Linked DNA regions of Drosophila melanogaster: regions 2 and 3 are each linked to region 1. Evidence: chromatin contacts called from public Hi-C data. All regions are on one chromosome and are shown on one strand. The core of a region is the stretch at or near the end of the contact, and the rest is flanking DNA. Distances in the headings are between cores, read along the strand shown.

Evidence for each region. A called contact is a pair of places that touch in the nucleus more often than the background predicts.
Region 2: a contact with region 1 is called in a Hi-C map of the OSC cell line, with 3 times the contacts expected there. A contact is called at or near these places in 7 of 107 Hi-C or Micro-C datasets (the D17-c3 cell line, the Kc167 cell line, the OSC cell line and 1 more) and 1 of 7 datasets of targeted methods (the Kc167 cell line).
Region 3: a contact with region 1 is called in a Hi-C map of the Kc167 cell line, with 2.6 times the contacts expected there. A contact is called at or near these places in 19 of 107 Hi-C or Micro-C datasets (the Clone 8 cell line, the D17-c3 cell line, the Kc167 cell line and 11 more) and 3 of 7 datasets of targeted methods (the Kc167 cell line and the S2 cell line).

What each region holds. Positions count from the first base shown.
Region 1 is chr3L:5,660,838-5,664,846 of dm6, reverse strand. It overlaps Sse (Separase), which reads left to right and starts at 2,600. Exons shown (of 7, transcript NM_079211.3): 1 at 2,600-2,765; 2 at 2,850-3,045; 3 at 3,109-3,580; 4 at 3,638-3,997. The coding sequence starts at 2,693. The region is part of intron 2 of sif (still life); the gene reads right to left. CG46320 reads right to left here and starts at 726. Exons shown (of 36, transcript NM_001347802.1): 1 at 456-726.
Region 2 is chr3L:5,581,346-5,585,773 of dm6, reverse strand. It overlaps l(3)psg2 (lethal (3) persistent salivary gland 2), which reads right to left and starts at 2,105. Exons shown (of 3, transcript NM_139717.3): 1 at 1,070-2,105; 2 at 1-1,015. The coding sequence starts at 1,767.
Region 3 is chr3L:5,750,548-5,754,425 of dm6, reverse strand. It overlaps DnaJ-1 (DnaJ-like-1), which reads left to right and starts at 2,237. Exons shown (of 1, transcript NM_168128.3): 1 at 2,237-3,878. The coding sequence starts at 2,833. The coding sequence ends at 3,837. Usp47 (Ubiquitin specific protease 47) reads right to left here and starts at 1,453. Exons shown (of 12, transcript NM_206279.4): 1 at 1,192-1,453.

The sequences.
Region 1 (4,009 bases), core at 1,351-3,850:
CACTTGACGAAACGGGAGAGCAAAGCGGTGGCGAGAAGAGAAAGCGGGCAAGAGCGTAGAAAGAGAGCAAAGTAGAGCAGGAGATGAGCGTCGAATTACAGCGACAGCCGAAAATTGCTGCCCCTCCCCCTCTCCGACACTCCTCTTTCTTCTCCCACAGGCTTATATTTTAATTTCGATTTCTTTCTTGGTTTTCCGTCGTTATCCTTTATTTTGTATGCCCTCAGCCTCTGCTTCTTCTTCTGCCTCTGCTCCTGCTTCTCTCCCTGCGAGTGTGTGTGTGTGTGTGTGTGTGTGTGTTGGCTTAGCTTAGAGGTATGTGCAGTGGCTTCAACGCCCCCTTCACCCCTCTCTTTTCGCTGCGTGTGTGCCTCAAAAAAGTTGCATAAATCACCACACCTTAATTTACTTAAATGTCTTTTCTTGTTGCGGAATGTTTGTTGCTTGAATTTTACTTGATTAATTCATTTTCGTCTGCCTCGTGGGCGTTTTATCCACTGGGGCTGAAAAGTATGCTACGCTCTTTCCGCTTTTTCAAATGGCTTTTCTTAGGATTTTTCTTATTATTTCAGCTGGTTTTTATACTTAGTTATTTTCTATTTTTTGTGAAGCTAGTTAAAAGCTTTATTTTGTTTATATTAGTATTTTTTGGAAGCAAGAAAAAGCGACAAAACACAACCGTCGACGTCGACTTCGAAATTCGTTTTGAGTCGCTCAAATGCAGAGGGATGCTGCGACGCCGACTGCGCAGTCGACCGCGACATCGCTGCAACTGTTGGAATGTGTGCCACACACACACACACATACTCTCGGTATTTTTTTTGTTTTTGGGGTGGCTTAGCTCTTGTTGTTTTTGGCCTTTCGTTACATGTGCTGCTGTGTGCGAAAGTTTTAATGTCTCCCCAATGCATATGTGTATGTGTGTGTGATTTGGCGTACGTGTGTGTTAATGTAATATTAATGTTATAATTTGCTAGGCGGAAAGGACAACGAACGTGCCGAGTTAGCGACATTAATAATGCAGCCAAAAAACATAAAGGATAAAGGCCAGTGAATTTAAAGGGGGGCTTGGTGATAGGGCTGGCTTAGTGGTGTGAGGGGGTGGTGTCTTTTCTTTTCCATCATGACAATCAAGCTAAAAAATTTCCGATTAAAGGATCAAGCCTCTCTTTTCCAACACTGGCCCACCAGGCAAAAGTTCTTGAACAGCACGTTTCCCGACAAAGTAAAAGTGAAAAGCAACATCAAAATTAATAAGTAGAAAGGATGCTGACGCTCGCGTCGCTGTCGCTGTCGGCAGTGGCAGCGGCCGCAGTAGCGGCAGAGGCAAAACCAAAGAGAGCAAAGGTCCTTATACCCCTGCGCCAATTCAATATTTATCGAAGCTTTCGTTGAGTTAAAACAGCGACCAGCTGCAGCTTCTCTAACGGTAATTATTCGCTCTAGCCGCTTGCACTTCAAAGTTTTTAAAGGTTTAACAAATGTTTTTGCATATTTTGAATATTGTTAACAACTCGTTTTAATTAGCAAGAAATACTTGAAAATTGTATTTCAGAAATAGGCGTGGCATCAAAGCTCGAGCCGCCCACTCGCATCGGTTAAATACCGTTATCTCTTGCTGCCTCCAAAAGACGTCATTAGAAAACTGCAGTTTGCAGCTGACGTCGGCAGAGGCGGCAGCAGAGCTCCAGACGCACGTCACAAAGTCTTGGAAAAAGTACATATTTAAAAATCAACAAAAAAGCCAGCTTAAAAGTTAACCAAAAGTCAAAAAATAAAATATTGTATCTCGGCTCGCATATGCATTAATTGGCCGCCTATATGTACGGTATGTACATATGTGTGTACTTGGCTTTTGTTGTTGCGTAAGGTTTTTAGGGCAACTAGAGGGTGTGGTTTAGGGTTGCCAAAAACTAAAAGGCTTTAAAGGCTAAGGGTTGACCCTCGGAAATGAATATGAACTGCATTTGATGGGAAAATAGCGCTAATATATTTTAATCAGACACTAAAACACTTGAACAAATATTTAATTGATGTTAAGGCTCCATTTTGAGAGGGTGTGGTTGCTGCGCAGCTTCCGCTGCTCATCCTTATTTAGGTGGCGTGGCAACCCTAACATCTGTTTTCCGGCCAACCTGCAATCTCTTGCACCTTTTCATCTCGATTCATGTTTTTATGAATGAACGGCCGCAAACATCAACAAGAGGGAAAGCTTTTTGCTGACAGCAAAACAACAAAAACGGGTGTACTAAAAGCTATAATGCCTTAAATCGTACGATTATAGTTTATTGGGCATAGGATGTTATAAAATTCTTAATTACTTTAAAACTACATAACTATGATCGTAAAAATTACAAGTTATCTGTAATTAATACAGTAATATGGCGTACCCGAATTGCTTGCAGAAAAGTAAATATTAATATTCATATTTTTAATTAAGTTTCATTTTTGTTAAAGCTTACGAATTTGACTAATATTAAGTACAATGCTTTTCACAATAATAACCGCGAAATTCAAAAAAAGTACTAGAAAATACCACAAAATGAGCTAGTTTCCTATCGCACATCGCCCATCGATAGCTCAGTGTTGGTAAAGGCTACAAGGCATCTATCGATATCGTCCGAAGAGGAGGAAGCAATTTGCGGACTCGAGTTTGAAAATAAGCAATTAAGTAAATAATAAATAATAGGAAATGCTGGAAACCGGTGACGAGGCTGAGATGCTGGCCGGTTTCACCAGTTCAGATGTTGGCCCCGAGGCGAAGGGTAACTATATAAGCAGACCCAGAAACTTCGAAATTCCCACTGCATCTTCGCAATAATATGTTAATGTTCATGTTTCTTCTGCAGAATATAATTTACTGCGCGCCGATGAGGAATACCGCAATGGCAATGTGGAGCACTCAATTTACTACCAGGTTAAAGCCCAGTTCCAGTCCACCGATCTGCGTTACCTTACCGAATCGGCGGAACTGGAAAATCAGCGTCCCACCGCAGAGGAGCTGATCAAATCAGCCACTAAACTGGAGAAAAAGGACTACAAAAGGTGATATATAAACTAACTAAACTCTTTTAAAACTCAAACAAACATTACCAACATTATTCTTAGCAAAAAATTTCTGCAGAACATCATCAAGTACCTCCAGCAAATGGAGCAGGAGAAACAGCCAAAGAAGCCAATCAACGAAATACCAGAGTATCTAGACTTCCTGGATGATGTCCAGGATCCTACAGAGGGTCTAACTCGCATTTCAGAGAAATGCAATAGTCTGCCCCAAGAATGGTGTGTCCTCCAGCTCTGCAAGAGCTTTAATCCCGCCACCACCTACTCCGTTTTCAATGAGATCATTGCCAGCGATGGAGCAATATATCTCACTCTGCTCCGACACTGTAGAAGTTCCCAACTGGGACCGATTTGCCTGAAAATTTCCAACGAAAATACGGCAAATCTCTTTCGAGAGTATAGCACTCTGGTGGAAAGATTTAGGCGAGTGGTAACCGTGGATCCACTCAACATGAAAGGTAAAGAGGCTAAGCAGAAGTATTGGGAGGAGCTGAATGGTTTTGACACTTTTCAGCAAGTAAGTACTACACATTAATATCAATGTATCTTATTAGCATTACTTTACCTCTTCTAGAAACTACTTGCCGACTTTCGGGACATAATATCTCCATATTCCTTTCTGTTCTTTGGCAAAAGATATGACTGCACTGTTGTTCAAAAACAAATCAAAGCCACCTATACTCGTGTTGACGATTTCTGTCTGCTTAATCAATGGGGTACCCACCAACGTGTTTTACTTTCCCAAGCGGCCTCGCATGCCAATCGACTGGAAATCGCAGATCTCAAACTCATCTGCTATGAGCTGTCGAGCAACGAAAATGAGATCCAGTCGGCATACGAATTGCTTAAGGGTTTGGCCAGCGACTGGGCGGAAGTGGAGGAGCGTCAGCCCCTGGCGAGCAGAAGATTTCCCATCATCCTGGTAGTCGATGAGGTAGTTCATCTG
Region 2 (4,428 bases), core at 856-3,355, 79 kb after region 1:
CGATCGCTTTATTTGCTTGTCCTTTGAACGTTCGTCTGTTTTTTCTCCCAATGGCCCCAAGAGTTTGTCCTTTTTGCGATCAGTTGGCGCTTCCTTTGAATTTTCTATTGCATTTCTTACTTTCTTTGCTTCAGGCTTTCTTTCTTCAGACTTATTCTGCGTTCTTTCATGCAGTCTTTCCTTAGAATGGTTTCTATCTTTGGAACGCTCTCGAAGCTTTTTATTTGCGTTTTCTTCATTCGTATCCTTATTTTTAACCTTGGATTCATTTCTTTTTTCGCTATGCTCGGTAGATTTTCCTTCAAGCTTTTCCTTGGATAAGTCTTCATTCTTTTCCTTATCGCCTAGCTTTTCCTTTGATTTTTCTCGACGCTTATCCCTTGAACTGGACCTTTTCCTTGATTTTGCTCTAGTATGTTCCGCGTCGTTTGCCTTACTTCTGGTTTGATCTCTGGCTTGTGATTTTTCACGTGTTTTATTCCTAGTCCGATCTCTCTCCCTAGATCGGTCTTTAGTTTTACCTCTGGATTGATCTCTTTCCTGGGACTTTCCACTCGCTGTATTTCTAGGCTCACCTCCAACTTCATCCTTTTCCTTAGATAGATTCATACTTTTTGCTCTATTTAAATTTTTATCTTGGGATCTTTCTCTACTTTTCCGTCGAAACAAATCTCTTTCTCTTCCTTTCCCTCTGCCTTCATCCTTGTTCTTGGAGTTTTCAGTGGACTTTCCGTGCGATTCTTTCGACCTCTCCCTAGTTCTTCCTCGATTTTGGGTTCTGTCATGGGATCGATTACTTGTTTTTCCTCTGACGTAATTTTTGTGCTGGGGCAACTCTCTCGATCGATTGTTTTCAATTAAGGGTTCAGTGGACTTTGTTTCGCTGGGAAGTTTTGATTCCTTGGAGTTGTGGTCAGTAGTTTCCGCTTTAGTCCTGCAGTTCTCATGCTTTGTATTGGAGCACTCGGAAACAAGATTAAAGACAAAGGACACTGGCGGTTGCAATGCTGTCCAACTAAAATTAATCATATTAAACCTAACTTTCTACATAAATATGGAATTTACTTACATCACATCCGATTGGAGTCGCTTGCAACGACCTGAATTGCTGTTAATACCTGTAGGTGGTGGATTTTGAGGTGCATACGCTCCCGGCGGAGGTCCTTGCGTTGGTAGCCCACCCATCATGGGAGCTCCCATGCGATTCGCTGCGGGTGGGCGACCAAAGAATGTTGGTCGCATGCCCCTTGGTCCGCCCCTGTTCATTCGGGGCATAAAGCCCATGCGTGGAAATTCAAAGCAAGGAGCTCTCATGTGGAATCTTAGCGGATTAATGCCCAAGAACGGCGTGGGCGGTGCTTGGGGCAGGGTAGCAGCTGCAGCCTCCTCCTGCTTTTCCTTCCTCGCCTTCTGCACATCTTCTACGTTTTTGAGGTCCTCCCCCGAGGAGTCCGATTCCGAATAGAGGCCTTCGCTATCGTCCGCATCCTCGGCTTGGGCATTTGGTGTCCCGCCAGATCCGTTCTCTTTGCGCGCCTGTTCCACAACGCTAACTGGTAGCTTCCGTAATGTTTTGCTTATCATCAGCTCTTTGGACAGGTGCTTTTTGACTGCCGGACTGCTGGGATGATAATGGGGCGGGGTCACCACCTCGCCCGGTTCCAGACTGTTGGTGTCATTGTCCTGGAGATCCTCCGGGGGCTTCAACTGTTTGCCAGTGGCTGGCTGCTCCATTCCGACGGCAGATCCTCCAGCTGCTTGCGACATTTTCACATCCGGCGACCTCAAATCGGTTTGCCCCTCACTCCGTCCCCCTTTTCGATGATTCTTTCTTGTTGTTTGCGGGCGCACACGCTTTTCTTTTTCTGCTCTCTCAATGGCGGCGCGGTGTTGCTGGGTATCCACGCAGCGTTTTCCCCTGCCGAGCGGTAATATTGATTGGGCTGCGCGGGCGGACGTCCTCGTCGGTTGCAGCGGTGCACCAGCTCGGCGTTTGCGGTATCATGTACGTTTCCGTTTAATGTTTATGCCATTATGAAAAACCAAAGCCAATAACTTTTCTGCAGCGAGTAAACACTACTCAATGCAGAACAGAGACTGGGCACATTGAATCTATCGGCAGGCAGTACTGCCAGACCGCTATTACCAAATTTACTTAAAAAGAAGATACAAATTTGGACATTTCTCTGCAGACATTTTTAAGATAGTTTTAAGTCCCCATTTTATTATACAGCAACATGGCACAATTTGTATTAATATTTGTTTAACTATCGCCGTCTTAACAGCACTGAAATTTTCCAGTGTGAAAACTACTGATATTATTAATGCTTCTAGTTCTATCGATATAATAGCGAATACACCCACCTTAACATATAGCGAGTGCACACTCTGTTAGCGTTGCCACACTATTTAAGTCGTTACGCTCCGATATTTTGAAATGGATTTTAAATTCATTAGCTTTTTTTATTTACTTAACGACTGTCTTTTACATGCTCGAAAAGTCGTCGTAACTGTGTGAAACACAATCAAACACCCAAATGCGCTTTACCGCTGCAGACTGCACTTGTTTCCGCTTCCTCTTGGCGAGCGGCATTCATTCGAATGCGAAGTGCAAATAAATGACAAATACGGTTACCGTTGTGCCCGCTAAACACACAGTCACTAAATATATATGAACAATATGTGCGCACAGTCAAGCGAATCGGAGAAAATGCGCCTAAGCGCTGATATTATGACATTGCCATTGCCCGCCGATTGAGGGAAATTCGAAAAAGGCGGAAAAGTTTCCCTCTGGCACATTGAGATGCATCAAATATGAAAAGAGTTTGAGTTTGCTGCACTTTTCCAATCAGATAATGTTTCTATATATATAATATATATATTTACAAATTATCATTTTCGTAAAAATTGTAGTGTTTTGTATAATGCATTTTAATTCAATTTCATTTTAATTAATAACAACAATTTACCTCAAGAGTTTAAACAAATGGATGTCCGTAATTAATCTAAACCTTTAACACTGCAGTTATGCTTCATTTTCATCTCAGTGCAACGGAGTTGCCTTTAATTGCCGACAGCGCTCTCAGTTTTTCTTTCATTTTTAGATTTGCATGTGCAACTTTCTCCGGCTGCCGACGTCGACGGCGCTGCTGCAGCGCTGCTGCAGCGCTGCGACAGAGGCGAAAGGTGCAAATTAATTTGTGGCGCTCCACAATAACCTTCCTCACTTTTATCCCCATCATCAAGCATAATCTCCTGCGTTTCAAACGATTTTCCATCGTTTTCTTCTCAGCTTTGTCGCGTTGCTCGGCTGAGCTGAGGTTCAAATATAAAAGCCGATCCCCAAAATGTGAGGTGTTATCTCATTTTGAAAATCACCAACTGCTAAGTGGATGCGCAATGAAAAAGCAAAAAAGTGCCACCATTGTTTGAGAACGTCGAAAAATCAACTTGGATGTCCCCGAGCAACGCTTGGGTTGAACATACGTACAATACTCATTGTATCCCATCACTTCTTCAAGCAGGGCTTTGACTTTGGGTTTTTCTGGGGCCATACATTGGCGACCACGAGACATCTCGAATTTGGCACTTGGGTGCGAAAACCTTGGAGAGCATAGCATCTTTGGGCTGGTGGTGGCTTTGTCCTTCGGAACATAAGGAACATCATATTGCGCGTATGTGGAAACAAGACTTCAAGTCCAGAAACTTAAGGATACGTTGTGAAACAAATGCTAGCTGTTTTCGATGTTAAACCAACGCACATAGCATTTTCAACTAAGCATTAAGCATTCCTCTGAGTAAAGCAACCCAGTTTTCCATTTCCAAAAACTTTCTTAAATCACTTTCCTAAGTAGCCAACACCCACAGACTGCATAGCTTCCTCCTCTGCCATAACTCAATTTATTAAGCATTTAAACCAAATATGTGCGGCTACAAATGTGGCTAATTTTTCCCCCGCGAGCATATTTATTTATTTATTTTCGTGATCTGGCCGGCACTTAATACCTGAGAAGCGTTAAAAAAACGCAACGCTCTGTGGGCATTGAGGGCGGCACTTTTGTGTGTACTTAGTTGTACTTGCGGCTGTTTGCCGGCGTTGACAAATGAGAGCGGTAAACGCCGCCACAGTTCCAATCCAAAAAGCTTACAGCAGCGCCGAGTCATTGACATTCGCAGCTGAACTAGAAAACTTATGGATCCGCATTCGAAAAATGTGATAATTGCAGTGGAGTGCGATGTAAGTAAAAAATGATATGTGAGGGGCAGAACTAGGGCAAATCAAGCCGATGCGGTATGCACTCTAATGCACAAATTATATAATTATGAAATAAATTTTATTTCTTTATATCGTATGTAGCATATTTATGTAAAGTTTTAGGTCATAAGTATCCTTTGGGTTCCTAAAAGCAGGCAATACTTTTTAAAGCA
Region 3 (3,878 bases), core at 988-3,487, 90 kb before region 1:
TTCCCGATCATATAATGCATTCTCGAACAGAAAATCTCCATTACGAAATGCTTTCTATTCTTAGGCGTCGCACAACTTTAATTGGAGCTTCCAATGTTGTGTGAATAAGTGTGTATATATCCGTGGTCTATATATGCAACGGATTTTGGTGAGTTTTACCGTCTGTGTCGGAACTGAGTGTGCCGAAATCTTTCCGAACTAGAAGACCGCACCGTCAACGCACGGCATAGTTCACGCGTGTACTGGCCGCTTAGGATGCCGATGCCGATTCCGATTGCGATCCGAAGATACACCACCCGATCTGGCGCCCGATCTTTGGCGAAGCGAGCTACGTGTTAAGTTCTCGGCGTGATGTACTATAACAATGAGAAACAGTTTACTTATCTGGCTTACACTTCAATAGGAAAACAATACTTTTATATAGCTTCTATAACTTCGGGGTGCGATAAGAACATGAATACAGATACACGGATTGCAACAGTACCCAAGCCACTTGTTTTAAACAAATAACAGGATAATGGGGAGTAATGTAAGCTATTGACTGGGTTACAATCAGGGGTCTGATAACAATCAAACATTGTCCAGTTGCCTTTTGCGAATATCAATGACCACTCACGAGTTGCAACTGATAACGATTATCGCCGCACAATGCAGTGGGTGGGTATTTCACTGGGGGGAACTTTTGGGTCCCTAGAACCCAGACGGATTACTCAATGAATATAGGCGATATGTTTGGGTTTACAGCGAAAGTGCTATTAATGTCGACCGTATGCTCTCTTCGATGTGCCAGCTCTCTATTTGCGGGAATGAATGACTATTTTTATGGGTCTGCCGTCGCTGCTACAATGCTGCATTGCTGCAGTGGGACATCCTTTGAACAGGCGCCATGCCAAAGGATATTCTTTGTGGAAGGGGGGGGGGGGGCAAGGGTTAAGGGTCACATTCGTTTGCGCAATACTTCCAGCGATGGGGCGGTGAACGGTGGGCGGGGCGATCGGTCAAGGCTTCGACTGTGGAACGTGACACGCATATGTCGGCCGGAGTTTGGCCCAAAAAGTGGCCCCAATGGTTGTCCTTCGCGCTGGCAATTAGTCCCTAGCAAGGCGCGTCCATATTTTGCAAAAATTCGTGGGGCGCCTTGTTTTCTTCTCTCTGTATGTGTGCATGTGTGTGTACCTCCGTCTCACTCACCTCAAGTGTGTGTGTGTGTATGAAAATACTGCGGTATACGGCTGCGTTTGTGTGTGAGTGTGGGTTTCGGCTCTACTCTCCCGATGATCCTGCTCCTCCGGTCCTAATCCCGGCCTGCTCGGCTGCTCCTGCGTCCTGACTGCGCTAGAAATTCGCTTAAAACGAGCCTCGACGGGTCATTTTTACAATTGTTTTTTGTTGTTCCGTTCGGCTGTTTTACCAGACGTGCTCGTTCCGGTGTGACTGCCCGCCGCTGACTGTAAAATACTAAACGCATTGCAGCTGTGGCAATGCCCAAGTCTTGGTCTTACGGTCACACTGGCAAAGTTTAAAAATTTATTTATTTCAACTTTCAGTTACTTTTCGTTGGCTTGAATATTACACTAAGAATTCAATTTGACACTTGCAATTTATACATTGTATATTATAATATATTATATGTATTATATTTTATATCATATAAAGATATTTATATCTATTGATCTTTTGATTATAAGCTCTTTGGTTGAACAATATAAGTGCAACTTTCTCCATCACCTTCCTATCTTTTTACAATATGCTTACCTCGTCAATACGTTTTTTCTATTTCAAATATTTCAATATTTCAAAGAAATATTTTGTTTATTTTTCTGTGTGTTTTTAAGCAATCTGACCCCTGTAGAAGAATCCCTTATAATATTAACAAATGTATCCTCAAAATAGATCGATCTCTATCTTCGCAGACTTACACGAAACATTCCAGAACCGATAGTTTTATGCGATATATGAGATTTAAGGAGTACTTTCCGCATTTCGCCATCACAGTCACGCTTTCCTTGGCATTTGCAATCAAATAAGCGCTAATAATAATCGTAAAAGCATAAGAAGCATATAAAGAAGAGTCACCGCCAAAAGCATGCACAAATATATATAAATGGGGAGCGATTTAAAAACAGTGCACTGTGTTTAAAACATCGACAGCTATCGGTTAGCATATCGATATTGACATTCGCAGTCAAACGTTTTCGAGATACAACCCTAAAATCCGAGAAGCATCCAGAAATTTCGACGTAGACGAGGGCGAACCTATAAAATGAGGTTGACGCACGAATCCCGCTCATTATTAAACAAAATTTTGAAGAGAAAGAAACTCTGAAGTAGGGTGTGTTTTTAGTGCGCAAGCCACATTTGGTGGATAAAGAAAAAAGCGAAGAAGAACAATTGAATTGAATCAATTGCGAGAAAGAGACAAAACTCATAAATATTTAAAGAACATTGCCCCGTGAAAATATAAATAGTGTGAATACACAGTGAACAATACCAACAATTGCACTTTGCCATTGCATTTTGCACTTTTCCACTTGGATTTTTGAACTTTTACGGATTCCCAGACAATCGCTTACATTTAAGGTAAGCTTCGTTGGACATATTGCCACATGTGGGCGCATCGATTTGATCTGCTGAAAGAAGCACATCGGGAGCGGAGCTCTCGTTGATGGTGACTACATACGTCACTCGCGTGACAACACGGCAGTTGCACAACTGTGCTGTTCTGTGCTTCTAGCACTTTCCATCGCCCCAACCCAGCAAGCTGGCAATCAGTATTCATTCTAATCTATAGCGTTCGTTCGTTTGTGTTTCCCCTATATTTTCAGCTGAGAGATGGGCAAAGACTTCTACAAGATTCTGGGCCTCGAGCGCAAGGCCAGCGACGATGAGATCAAGAAGGCCTACCGCAAACTGGCACTCAAATACCATCCCGACAAGAACAAGAGCCCACAGGCGGAGGAGCGCTTCAAGGAGATCGCCGAGGCGTACGAGGTGCTGTCGGACAAAAAGAAGCGCGACATCTTCGACAATTACGGTGAGGATGGATTGAAGGGCGGACAGCCGGGACCAGATGGCGGCGGTCAGCCGGGAGCGTACACTTACCAGTTCCACGGCGATCCGAGGGCCACATTTGCCCAGTTCTTTGGATCGTCGGATCCGTTTGGCGCGTTCTTTACCGGCGGCGATAACATGTTTAGTGGCGGTCAGGGCGGCAATACCAACGAGATCTTCTGGAACATTGGCGGCGACGATATGTTTGCCTTTAATGCCCAGGCACCCAGTCGCAAGCGCCAGCAGGATCCGCCCATCGAGCATGATCTGTTCGTGTCGCTGGAGGAAGTGGACAAGGGATGCATCAAGAAGATGAAAATCTCACGCATGGCCACCGGAAGCAATGGGCCGTACAAGGAGGAGAAGGTGCTGAGGATCACAGTGAAGCCGGGCTGGAAGGCCGGTACCAAGATTACCTTCCCCCAAGAGGGTGATTCGGCGCCAAACAAGACGCCAGCTGACATCGTCTTCATCATTCGCGACAAACCGCATTCGCTGTTCAAACGCGAGGGAATCGATCTAAAGTATACAGCCCAGATCAGTCTGAAGCAGGCCTTGTGCGGAGCACTGGTTAGTGTGCCCACGCTGCAGGGCAGCAGGATACAGGTGAATCCGAACCACGAGATCATCAAGCCCACCACAACGCGCCGGATCAACGGACTGGGTCTGCCGGTGCCCAAGGAGCCATCGAGGCGCGGCGATCTGATCGTCTCCTTCGACATTAAGTTTCCCGACACACTGGCACCCAGTCTGCAGAATCAGCTGTCCGAGCTGCTGCCCAACTAGGCTAGAGCTGTGCCAGCCACACACACACACACACACACGCA